2 separate regions of the Sus scrofa genome follow, and region 1 is linked to region 2. A link is a contact called in public Hi-C data. All regions are on one chromosome and are shown on one strand. Each heading gives the region's core, a stretch centred on a gene start, on an enhancer-like site or on the middle of the called end of the contact. The rest is flanking DNA. Distances are from core to core; before and after follow the strand shown.

What was found. Hi-C and Micro-C count contacts between places; a contact is called where the count stands out from the background.
Region 1: a Hi-C map of embryonic fibroblasts shows a contact between it and region 2, with 2.0 times the contacts expected there. The contact joins two enhancer-like sites. A contact is called at or near these places in 3 of 47 Hi-C or Micro-C datasets (embryonic fibroblasts and epiblast stem cells).

The regions. Positions count from the first base shown.
Region 1 is chr5:81,971,647-81,977,935 of Sscrofa11.1, forward strand. No RefSeq gene overlaps it. Among named protein-coding and RNA genes, the nearest start is that of PMCH, 44 kb to the right of the region's middle. Within about 2 kb of position 3,550, at least 6 of the 83 cell types and tissues checked have an H3K27ac peak or open chromatin away from gene starts, as enhancers often do. A contact at or near this core is called in embryonic fibroblasts, where this site is marked.
Region 2 is chr5:81,546,269-81,552,395 of Sscrofa11.1, forward strand. It overlaps LOC106510404 (a long non-coding RNA gene), which reads left to right. Exons shown (of 6, transcript XR_002344191.1): 2 at 120-513; 3 at 608-855; 4 at 2,024-2,602; 5 at 3,996-4,094; 6 at 4,955-6,127. Among named protein-coding and RNA genes, the nearest start is that of PAH, 160 kb to the left of the region's middle. Within about 2 kb of position 4,148, at least 1 of the 83 cell types and tissues checked has an H3K27ac peak or open chromatin away from gene starts, as enhancers often do. A contact at or near this core is called in embryonic fibroblasts, where this site is marked.

The DNA of each region.
Region 1 (6,289 bases), core at 2,300-4,799, 420 kb after region 2:
ATAATATTTGGCTGAAATGTTACCTATAGATATTTATGCTACAGGTAGCTTGCTCATCCATGAAATGATACATATGCAAAAATATTAATTGCAGAATTGGTTATAATTTTTAAGAAATGATTGGAAGCAATTTAAATGATCAAGAGGAGAAAAGCTAGATAGAAGTAAAATTACGAACAAACATAAAAATAGAGCACTGTTATGACCATCAGCAACAACGAGGTTGTTCTACTCAAGTAACTCCACAGAATGTCTCCCTAAGTTAATATGTTCCTGACAAAACACCTCTTGGGTTCTAATAATCAAACTTCATATATGTGTGAATTTCCCAATACAGTATTTATAGCCAGATAGGAACATTTAACTTTTTTTTCATAAAGCACATTATATTTTTACCAAAACAATGAATAGGAAAAGCCTCCAGCATTGTGAGACAGTAAATTTCTGTTAAGTCACTTAGTTTGTGGTATTGTTATATCAACCCTAAAGTAACAAACTAACACAGCAAGGTATTACAAGAAAGAGAGGATCTCAGAAAAGAACTGACCGATGCACAAGTAGGAATAAAAATGAGTAAGGTCCAGGAATTTGAAAATATACAGGGTCAGAGAAAGCAACTGCTTTTTGATCCCAAATGGCCAAATGTACGACTGGGCAACAAGTGCTGGTTAAAACTCAGCCTTGAGGCAAGGATCAAACCAAGAGTATGGCCATCACACCCATCATTAAATTTGTGCGTAGATTGATGTGTTCCAGAGCAAGATTAAGATACGCAATCAGTCTCCTCAGTGATAGGAAATGGCTTACAGAAAAAGGGATTCAAGACATGAACTCTCTCATCTGAAAAGTGGCAAGACAGCTCCAAGAATGCTCAACTCTTCTCACATCCATAACCCAAACTCAAAGAACAGGCATTGAAACCTTCAACAAATGGGTTATTTGGTAAATAATAGCAACAAGAAAGAGAAGGGGTGGAATTTTTATAGGCAGCATACACTTCAAAGGAAATATTTTTATCCAGGGAGTTAAAATGATTACAAAATAAGTTCATGATGAGGGCTCTGTTTTGTCTGCAGTTCCATTCCCATTATCTAGACTAAGAGCGGCTCAACCAATATTTGATGACTGTAAGAATAAGTGATAAAAGAGAAGCCAGAAGAATAATGGCCTTTTCTCTGCTTGCTCCTCCCAGTCCCATGATGAGGTGGGAGGGGGAGAATGCGAATCCCACTTGAGCAGTGTTCTCAAAAAGAATTGAATTCAATAACAGCAAACAGGTGGAAGAAGGGTGGGAATAACATACACACACTACCATCTAAAATAGATGATTAACAGGAAAATCTAATCAATAGTTTGTAATAACCAATATGGGAAAAAAGAATGGATATGTTTATATGTATGACTGATTCACTTTGCTGTAAACTGAAACTAATACAACATTTGCAAATCAACTATACTCTAGTCAAATTAAATTTAATTTTTCTAATTATGAGAAAATGGGAAAAAAATGGAGGGAGCTTTATTTGAAAAGTTTGTATAAGACTAGGTAGAGGTTCTTTGACCTTAACCACTCATAGGCAGTCTTGCCATTGATTTATCATTACCTCTCTAGTTTACTTCTAAAACTAGTCCAGACCTCTTGTGAACACCACAAACTTCTATTATCCCAACTCTTATTATTCAGCAGATGGTGCTGATTCACTTCGTTACTGAGAGGACTGACATTATTCAACATAAGTGTCCTCATCAAATCCTGTTGTCATCTCAGCTGTCACATTGTGAAGAAGACTGGGACTCTAATATACATACCACAGGTAAGGACATGGCCTCATCTTTAAGGCAGCATACCTGCGCTGATATTTCTCTGCAAAGAGGACACATTGAAAATAAATGCTTTGGTTCTGTTGCCCTGTGCTTTGCACCCCGGCCCCCCATCCTCTCTCTATCAGACTAAGAAAACTTTCTCAAGATTGTAAAGTAAATATTTCCAAATTTGGAAAATTCCCCTTTTGGCCCTGACTGTTAGATTAAAAGCATATGAACTACCATTACATTTTGCATAGGAAAGAGAATAAAGGCAGTAGAACTTAGTTAAAATAATTCTACAACCTGGGCCGAATCTGGAACTGTATTTCAAGGTTTTTAATCCTTCATCTACTCTGTTTGCAAGCATCTTTGTTCACATTCACTTTCTTGATGTGCATCTTTCTTATAACATCTATAATCATATCTTAGTTCTTCTAAAGCCATGAGAGTATTTCGAAAATAGTATTTTTCATAATATCTTCAGGCAACATCATGTATTCACCCAGATGTCACCTGATCACATTCATCCCATGGATAGTGAGGTGAAATGAGTTTAAGCCTCCAATTCCAGTCTGCAGAAATCCAAACTTCTCCCAAGATTTCTGCAAATTACCAAGAGTTCTTAATCTGCTCTCTTCTGCTCAGTTCTATATTATGTCAATTCAGAAGTAAAACTCAGCCTCTTCATTAATTCCCATAGGAAAGCTTCCATTCACATAAAACACAGGTTTTACTGACTATATCGGGACCACAGAGAAGAATCACAGCCTGCTCTACAGAGCAAACATCTTCATATCAACCATTCCTCTTCTTCAGCGTCCTTTCTAGCAATCACACCACTAGGGATTCCCCTGTTGGCTCTTAATATAATCAGTACCTAATTTCATACCTTTCTACAAATTCTTCTCTATTCTTACTCTTCTCCCTCTCCAGAAAACTCAGATCCTGGAAGTTTCACGTTCTACCTCCAAGGTGTTTTTCCAGACAAATACTGTCTCTTCCACAAGAGGAATTCTGATGTAAGATGTTAAATTTAGATTAGAACCTATGTTAATTTCTGGAGGTAATTTAATAATTAATTCTAGTCCTGTTTTCCTTTGTTCTTTGAATTAGGAAACTGAAGCCTTAGCTCTCAGAAGAGACCCCTTGATTCAGAAACACATGGGTGGCTTTATTTTTTAATGGTAAATTTGGGGCTGCACCAAACCAGGATGTACTGAAAAAATTCCCCAAATAATTGTTCCCCAATAAACACAAAATTACTGCCTAATACAGACTAGGAAAAAATACTAAAACTGTTACACATTTAATAAAATCCAAGCTATAAGAATGACAGCTTGTTTTCATGTAGCACCTGAACACTTTAGCCAATTATGACACAGGACAAAGTAAATATTAGTGTTGTTTTGGTGGAAAGAACACCAGACTAGGAGTCAAGGCTAATGTGTGACCTTGAGCAAGTTACTTAACATCTCTGAACCTCAGGCTCCTAGGGGAAAACACTGCTTTTCCTACTTAACTCCAAGGACTATTTGAAGGATAAAATGAGATCATGTATGTGAAAACACTTGCGGGAGGAGGGGAGAATAAATAGCTCTCCACAACTGCTAGGTATTTTTTCAAAGTCCTGCTTGGGCCTGGAAAATATCAATCTTCTGCATGTTACCAGTGTGCTAGTAAGGCAGCCTGTGGAGTTTCTCAAGAAGCCTGTAGAATCCAAGTTAGGCAGCTCATTGCTCAGGCCGAGTAGCCAGAGAGGGGAATTCTTGATTCAGAGCAGCATCTGTTAGTGATTAAGGTTTCAGAGGCATGTGCCTGAACTTAAGGCAATGCTACAGAATTGGTCATAGCAGCAATCCCAATTGTAAAACAGATTCCATCCTTAAAGTGGATATGAAAGGTAAACATAAAAGCACTATTCCACAATCACATGAAACAAAACAATGCTTGTTTAAAATCCCCCACAGCACATGCACAAGCACACACAAAGGGAAACAACAACAGGCAGAGGTTTATGTGAAGTAAAGAGATCTTCAGGCAACAACCACCACCATCAAACTCAGAAGAGCTCACTTGTACCCTATTAATTGCAAATTATATTAGCAAAGTGGGCCTCTTTGGCATTTACTCTCTGAATTCATTCTTCCTTGAAAACTCAAGTTTGTTCAAATTAGATCCTTGGCAAAAAAAAAAAAAAAAAAAAAAAAAAAAAGGATACCCATATCCAAAAATCACTGTGAATTCTGTCTGTGTCAGAGATATGACTGTAGTTTAAAAATAAGCATGTTTACTATAACTCAGAAGACATGATAGACTTTGAACAAAGACCAAAGACCTGGGCCTGCTGTGAAGAGTGACCCTAGAACTTCTAGGTGCGCCAGGGGAGTGAGAAGTTCTGAGAGTGACTGGGGAGGAAGAAGGTTTGAGGTAGAGTAAGACCTCAAGGCTTTTATTAGCGTTATTTTGTGAAAGTGTGCATTTTATATCTACATAATGGGATGTATGTGTCTGCCCAAGTTGAACTTAGAAAGCTTGGAGAGAGGTCTATTTAATAATTTAAAGAAAAATCAGACTAGTGGTTTCAGGTGGGCCAGAATTACTGGTAAAGCTATACCTTTCAGTTGATGAAACATGAATAATAAACATGATGTCCCACACAAGTGGAGAGTCTTGGTTTTTATGGGGAACACCCTGAACATACTCAGAAGACCAGCAACTCAAATCTTTCTGGAAGCACTGGAAGAGAAAGCAGGGAGAGTTGTACCTATGCCCAAAGCATGTGACCAATAAGAAAACAGAATAAGAAGCAAAAGCTGACTATATGATAGATGGCTGTAAGGATGAGCTTAGTACAAGAAAGCTGCTCCAGGAAAGCCCCACACTGGGCCTGTGGGCCAGTCACTAGAGCCAAAGGAGGAATAGAGGAGATGAACTACAGCCATTTCTATTTGCAGAGAAGTTTGCTGGTTTGTCTGCTTGTTTTCCATCAGAAAATGAATGGTCATCTTGTAAATCTGGCCATAAACCACTTAAATCCATCTCACAGAAAGTGCTTCTTTCGGTCATGAAATGGTCTAAAAAAATAGAACGGTGAGCTGCAGCAGAAAAATCATTTAACTAGGACTGAAAACACCTGGGTTCTAGTTTGAGTTTTGTCAATCACTGGTCGAGGTGGTGTTTCAAGGTGGGGCATTTAGCCTATGTATCTTCTGGAAGCCTATAGTGAGGGGACAGTGGGAGGAGTAGAGAGATATGGAAAGATGATCCCCAAGGTCCCATCCAGCAAAAACAGTCATGATTTCAGTTAGCATATAAAATAATTGAAGAAGTCTGGAAAGCTATATATCAAAACATTACTAGACTCTACTTCAGGGGAATAGGATTAGGGCAGGGGCAGAAAGAAAACAACGAGGGAACCCTTTCAGTGCAAAAGGAGAAGGGATTTTTTAAGTGAAATATTAAACAAGAACATATCCAGTTAGCATATAAAAGAGAACGTCTAGAAGGCCATATATCAAAACATGACTAGTTATCAGAGTCTAAGGCATGAATCGGAAGGAGTGAAGGGACTTGGAAGAGCCAATTGTGTGATTATTTTATTTCCTCTCTCTCCCCGGCCTTTATTGGAAAAGCCCATGGTAGAGTCACTGGAAGCCAGTCAATGCCATCTAACTCCTCTTTGTCTTCTGGGGCCCAACCTTCCATGACAGTGATGGGGGGAAGGAACACGGGAGGGAGTTGCCTGGGAATTTGCTCAACAGAGTTTCCTTTGTAATACACGGTCTAGGTTTCTGGCACAATGTGAAGACAGCTGAGCTTAGTTCTTGCCCCACACTGATAGCGCTACTTTCCTTGGGATTTCAGCATCACCACTGTGGCTTCTGACACCATCCTGGCTCTCCTCTTTGTCACCATCAACTTCAGGTCTACAAGTATGTCATCCAAGCTGTGCAAAAATCAAAAGGCCATACAATCAAGTTGCTTTCAGAAGTTTTCCATAATTGTGAAAGTATCCTGTCAACAGGGTCCCAAAACTCATCATGAGTCTCTTTCTGGTGAAAGATCTGGCTGTCTTCAGGTGGCTAATGCCCAATGTTGGTGCTGTTCCAATGTGACTACCTTTCCAATCTTTGCTGAACTGTAAATTTTCAGTGTTCCAATGAAAAGTACAAACTCTAGATTGATTACTATGATGTGTCAGGAGGATCAGACCAAGTCAGGTGGTTAAGTACCCAGGCGACACTCTTTGGCATTCCAAAGGAAAAAAAAAAAACACACAATAAATAAGCACATGGAAATTAAAAATTCAACAGTTAATAAATCACCATGGAAGAGTTATAACATCGCACTTGTACCATACAGGAATATGTCCAGTTCACTTCCAAACGGTTTTAATCTGTTTTCTCACCCTCCTTCTCTTTCCTTTCTGTACCAACCTCCTAAATGTGTTAGTTTGAAAAGTTATTGATATCTTTGAAATTAA
Region 2 (6,127 bases), core at 2,898-5,397:
GGTCCATGCAGGGGACAGTGACCCGAAGTTCTTGGCCAAGAGGTCAGGCTGCCTTGGTTCCTCCGGCTCTCCCGGGAGTTTGGGGGCTTATACTGACCAGTCTTCCAATGTCTTTACAGATGAGGACTGAATGATCAGGTGCAGGCATCACTGGCAGCAGCGTAAGCCAACATCCGAAGGCCTCGTCCCAGAAAACAGGGAGGATTCATTTCAAGCTCTAAGACCGACTGAAGCCTGGCACTCCCTGACAAATGCATTCCAGCTGGTTTCAATCCACACGAGACACCAGTGTGTGTGTGTGTGTGTGTGTTGTGTGTGTGCGCGTGTGTGCGTGTGTGTGTGCGCGCGCGCGCGTGTGTACGTGTGTTTATGTATCAGCATAGTAAAGAAAAGGCACTTGGGAAGCTGCAGACTTCCATCTCATCTCTCTTTTGCTCCGCAGCTCTCTCCCAGAGAGGAAGATGCATTAAATGTCAGAGAAGACGTTAACTCTGGGCGGTCCAAGGAGATGAGGTAGGTAACTGGCTTTTGCACACGGGAATTGAGATTATCAGAACACCTAATTAGAAGAGATTCTGTTAAGCTCTTCCTGCCAACTTTCCTATAGATAATGGTCAAGTCGTGGGGCTGTGCGTGGTCTGGACCTTGAGGGAAGCAGATGGCCACAGCCTCCCTGGCGTGACGCCCCCTTCCAGTTAGCAGACTCTAAGTAAACAACTGATTTCACTAATCTCAGAGGCCTCCCTCTGGTGTCTGGTAAGCACAGCCTTGCTCTCAGCATTTGCCTCTTTTCCGTGGCTCCCTTATGAAATGTGATGGGAGCTGCAGAGTTGGAAGGACAAAGGAACTGACTGAGTAAGTGTAATTTATTATCCAGGATTGTTTTCAACCTTTTCCCAATTATACACATTTTGCTTTTGGCTTCGGTGGACCTGGGTTTATGAGGCTGTTCTTCTGGCCACTAATGGGCTGAAAAAAAAAAGGGCCCCCAGTATTCCCTTAGGGATGTGTTACTGGCCTTTAGTAATCTGCCTATGGCATTAGCTCTGTTGAATGCAGTTAATTAAATGAGAAAACTAATAACTGACTCCTGCTTCTCCCCCACTGTCTGCCCTCCCACCCTCCACACACCAAAGCTTTATATGGGCTTATTTCAATTAGGGACCAGAAAGTTCTCAGCCCAACAGAGATGGAAGCCCAGACAGGGTTGGGTGCTCTCACTGGAATTTGTTTATTTGTTCTCACCCGCTGGAGAAAAATAATGGGCTTAGCAAAGAGAGAGGGCGAGTTGTGGGGCAAAAAAACAATGGCTGGGTGACAGGGACCCTGCTTTAGGGTCCAGGGTTGGAGGCTGATTTAAAGTGTGACCTTGAACAAATGAGGTATCTCATTGCATTTCCGGTTCCCCACCTGTAAATGGGAGAAAAATGAAGCCCCTCCTTCTTGTCTGTTGGGCTGGTGGTGAATCAAGAGGCTCAGTTCTTCATGCCGCCCACTTACCTGTGGGCATTTTCTAGGATTCAGATTGGTTCCCCCTTCTTTCCAGGTCATCCCTCAGTGATCTCACCCCTTCTCATAGTGTCAGGTCTGGCATTTTTGCAGGTGACCACAAAATCTATGATCGCCAACTTCAACTTCCCTCCCGAGAGCCAATCCTACAGAGCCAAATGGTCACTGGAAATGCTCTAGGTGGATGGCATGCATTATGAAATGTACTCTTCTATCGAAACTCACCCAGGCCACACTTCCATCTTTATGCAGGCACCACATGCATGGCCTAAGCAGGGTGTGGGCTCTACGTGTCCAGGTCATACTTCTAACTCTGTGACTTGGGCAAGCCGTTTACAGACACCGAGCTTGAGATGGAGATGGAGAAGACTTTTTCTATAAATGGAACTCTTGGCAGACTACCTGTTAAATCACAGACATTCAATAAACAATGTCATTCGTCCCATCCTTGAGCTTGTTTGGAATTTATATAATGCCTTTAGCTCTCAGATTATCTTTTGTGTCTATTACACAGAGTTTTCAAATACAGAATGAAGAAGAGCATAAAGAGCTGACTGTCCAGTGACCTTCTGGACATTGAGACTTGTTTTCCCATCGAGTTCCTTTATTAATTTGGAGATAACTTCGACTGGAAACCAGAGTAACTTAAGTTATCCCAAAACTATAGGTAAGAATGCAGCAGTGCCTGAAGCATAAGAAGAGCCGTGAAATGTTTCTGATAAAGTAGTATTAATCCATTGTTCACATAAAAATATCTGGAAACTGAAAACACCATGTCTAAATTGTGGAAAACAGTACAAAACAGGAAGTTCCTTCTTATCAGATTTGGGACATTTTCTTACTAATTTTAAGGTACGTTAGCACTGGTGGTTTCACAGCTAACCAAGGCACAGTTTCTATTTTAGCTTTCTTTTCAGAGCTTCCTTGGACCTTTTAAAGAATTTACCTCCCTTCAGAGACTACAGTTATACTTTTGACCACGGGATGGAGTGAAAATAAACAACCAAACAAACCAAAGACCCTGGAGGAGGGAGATCAAGAAAATAAAAAATGCGAAGACAAGTGAAATGGATCGGGAAGGCCTGGAACTCAAGTATGGGAAGTAAAATTTCCAATTCTCACGTGTCCTTCCTAGAGCCAGTACTGACAACAGATCCCTGCTCAGGCCCTGCCTGTCTTTGTCACTGTTTTTGTCATTGTTGTGGTGGTTTCCGAGCTTTTCTATCTCCAGAAACTTAGTGCTTCAACAACGACAGTAAAGTGAAGGCGAAGCTATTTCTTTCGAATTAGGCTCCCCTCTCTAGAGCAAAATTGCCATCGAGAGAGAAACCCTAAGATTAGTGAGACTAAGGAGGGATGGTGCTACCACAATCTCTGCAATTTCTCTGTGGGAGACGGAGAAGATATGAAATTATTTCCTTTTACACAGCCAGGAAAACAATGAAAGACTGGTTATATTATGTGCTCCCCCCCAAAATAAACATAATGATGCTTTCTTAAGTGGTGCCTTGCTCTATGACCAACGTGCAAGTCATGAGTTTCCTGGGTAAGAAAAATATATGGACCACACACACGCAGCTATCCCTTAGATGTGCGGCTTAAAGAAAGAACTGATGGAATAAAACATCTTCAGCTTATGGTAGATATCGTGCTTCCCTGAGAGATGAAAGAACTTTAACACTGGAAAGTTCTAACTTTAGATCTTTTAAGGCTCCAGTGGGCAACAGCCATGTAGCATACTATAAACAGACCACGACCTCTACATCAGGGAAAAGAGACTGATATTTATAGGCTCTTCCACAGAGATTCTCTAGAGCCTAGCTTAATTTCAATCATCTCTCTGTGTAGTAACAAAAAAAAAATGTATCCATGGAAATGTGTACTAGAAACCTGGTTCCCTGTCTTTTACACATGAGGTTACCACTGCCAGTACCTTCTTATATTCTAGAAGGAGAGGTTCAAAGAATGGCTGGATATTGTACAAGCGATGCAGACATTAGAAAAGGGATTGGGTTTGATGAACTTGGAGGTCCTTGTCCACCCTAGGATGCTGGGGTTCTGTGTCTTCCTCTTTATTCAGCTGTGATGACACTTTTCATGTTTCCACGTTCTAGAAGGTCATTCCTCTAGGACCATGGCCAGTGGGAAATGTGTGTATCTGCGTGTGGAGTTAGTGTGTGTGTGTGTGTAAAAATAATTCAGGAGAAAATTAACCAATCTGCACATTCAATAGAAAATAACCAATTAATAAACTGATTCATCTTGGTATTAAAACATTCAACTCCACAGGATACTGTGTAAACCTAACCCAGTCAATACCACCCAGAAACTTAGGTGTCTCATACGAGGCGACCAGGGCCAATTTGCAATTGGAAAAATGAAAACTAGAAGCCAGAGTCAAAATGTTACATGAGGACACAGGTCTCTGGCATTGGTGTTCCACGATTTTCTCAGTAAACTCCCATTTCTTCATGCTGGTGACAAAGACCACTTAAGGCCGAAGTTCCAACCTGCAAGGGACGGTCATCATGACGGCCTGGGGGGAATCCAGAACGAGAGAGGTGGTCGCTGTAATGCCAAGAAAGGTAAGCAGTCCCGAGCAGATTTCAGTGTTATATATATTTTGTCCACAAGATGGTAGCGTCCACTTTCCATTTAATGTAAAGCTGGCCCATGATCCTGACTTCCCGTAAAGTAGGGAATGGTTTGTGTTGAACAGAGGCAGCCACTCTGGATACCCTTCAGGATTTTTTTAATTATGACTGTGATGAATTGTTGATGTGGAGTACATTTAGCTTTGCTATAGCGAGGTGGTGATTCGTCCGAAATAAAGAAAACTCGGAGATGTATTGCATTCCAGGCTCTTAAAGGGAATTTGAGAACTGGGAATACTTTAGACATCTAAAAAACACACCAAGGATCAGATACTGACATTTTCAAAAATACTACCTTAGTACATCATGCAAAGGACGTTCAGGATGTCAAGTTCAATTAATCTTGGGTGAAGTTTTGCACAGTATCGAAGTTCCTTCCATGAAACTAGTTCAAGTGGGCTATAGGTGGTTTCCCCTCAAATCCAGGGGGAAAGCTAGACCTTAGACGCTATGAAATTTCCATGAGCTAAATAAGAGGGCAGCATCAGCAAGCTGGCCTGCTCTGCTGCTCTGTGCCTCCCTCCCTCATGCAGCCTCCATGCCAGAAGGGACAACACAGATGGGAAAAACATCTGGCCCCGTCTGCCTCCATGGACCAGAGGGCCTTCTTTGAGGTTCAGGTCTTGGGCGCGCATCATTTTTTTTAACTCTTTTTAAAATGAGGAGCTCAAGTGGGATTTCCTTTCATCTTACTATATTATTTTCAAATTCAATTAGGTCTAATGCTCTGTATCAGAACCACAAAAGCAAGGCTTCAGGGCATCTAAGCCACTTCCCATTCTGTTGTCCAGAACAGCTGAGCACCCCACCTAAGAAGGAGAGAGGGAAATAAGCCAGGAACAGAAGCTGGGACAAGATAATGGCAGAGGAGCAGGAGGCGCAGCCCTGTGGCCCCGGCGCTATGGTTGCCTTTCCAGCAGGCTCCAGAACCAGGTCAAGTCTCTCCAGCCCTCCTAGGGTCAGCCCTCATCCTAGCTATCCATTTGATATGCCCTACTCCCTAACAGGCATCCTTTGACCTAACCTAGAGAGCACCTCACGGTACCTTTAATTTTTCATATTCTTGTCTTTCGTATTTTTTTTCGGCTTCAGTAACTCTGACCTGAATCAGAAACCCCATAGCTCCAGCTTGCACACAAGAAGCATTCATGCATCAAAGGTCTCGAAGAAGAAATGCAAATAGTGGCTGTGGTGAAATTTTTTTTTTTCCAGGAGATAAAAGAGTATAGAGAATTGATTGGTTGAGAGAAAGAGAGAGAGACTTTAAGACAGAAAAATCAACGTTCGAGACTAACCATGATTCTCACTGGGTAACTCAAGAGCCTTCCACCAAAACTGGCTATTTTCTCTTCTAGGTGAATACTTTTACCAGTACAGCTGCCTAATTACATGGCAAGTCAATGTAAACTAACGAGGTTTTCTGTTCCCCATACCCCTGACAGGGTATTCTTTACATTGTAAATAATACATTAAATTATATGTGATGGACTGAATATGAGCAAGAGTTCATTTCAACAATGCCCCACTCTGAAACTTCTAGAAGCCCCAGGCCTGTTCCTGTGGAGGATTGTGAGGCTCTGCTCATGCCCGGCTGGAGCTGGGATGCTGCAGAAACGTGCGAGAGGCTGGAAACACCATGGAGAGAGGGGGCGAGGCCAGGGGAAGGGGATCAGAAGAAGAAGGGCTGACTCCCAGGGACCATCGTTAGCTCAGTGAATGGACTGGAAGCGAAGAGGGGTGTTGATTATCTCCCAAATTCTCTGCATTTCTGTGTTTGAGTAATAGAAAAAGTGCTTTCCTTCTGGAAGTATGCTCTGTCTACTGGTCTTTCCAGAGCGTATCAGACAAAATGGAAGGCTACAGAAGCACAGTTCCCCAGGGTGGAGTCAGGTGTTCTGAAGCACTTGTCATTCCTCATGCTCTTCTCACTCACCCGCTCAGTCAGCCGTCTGTCTGTCTGTCTG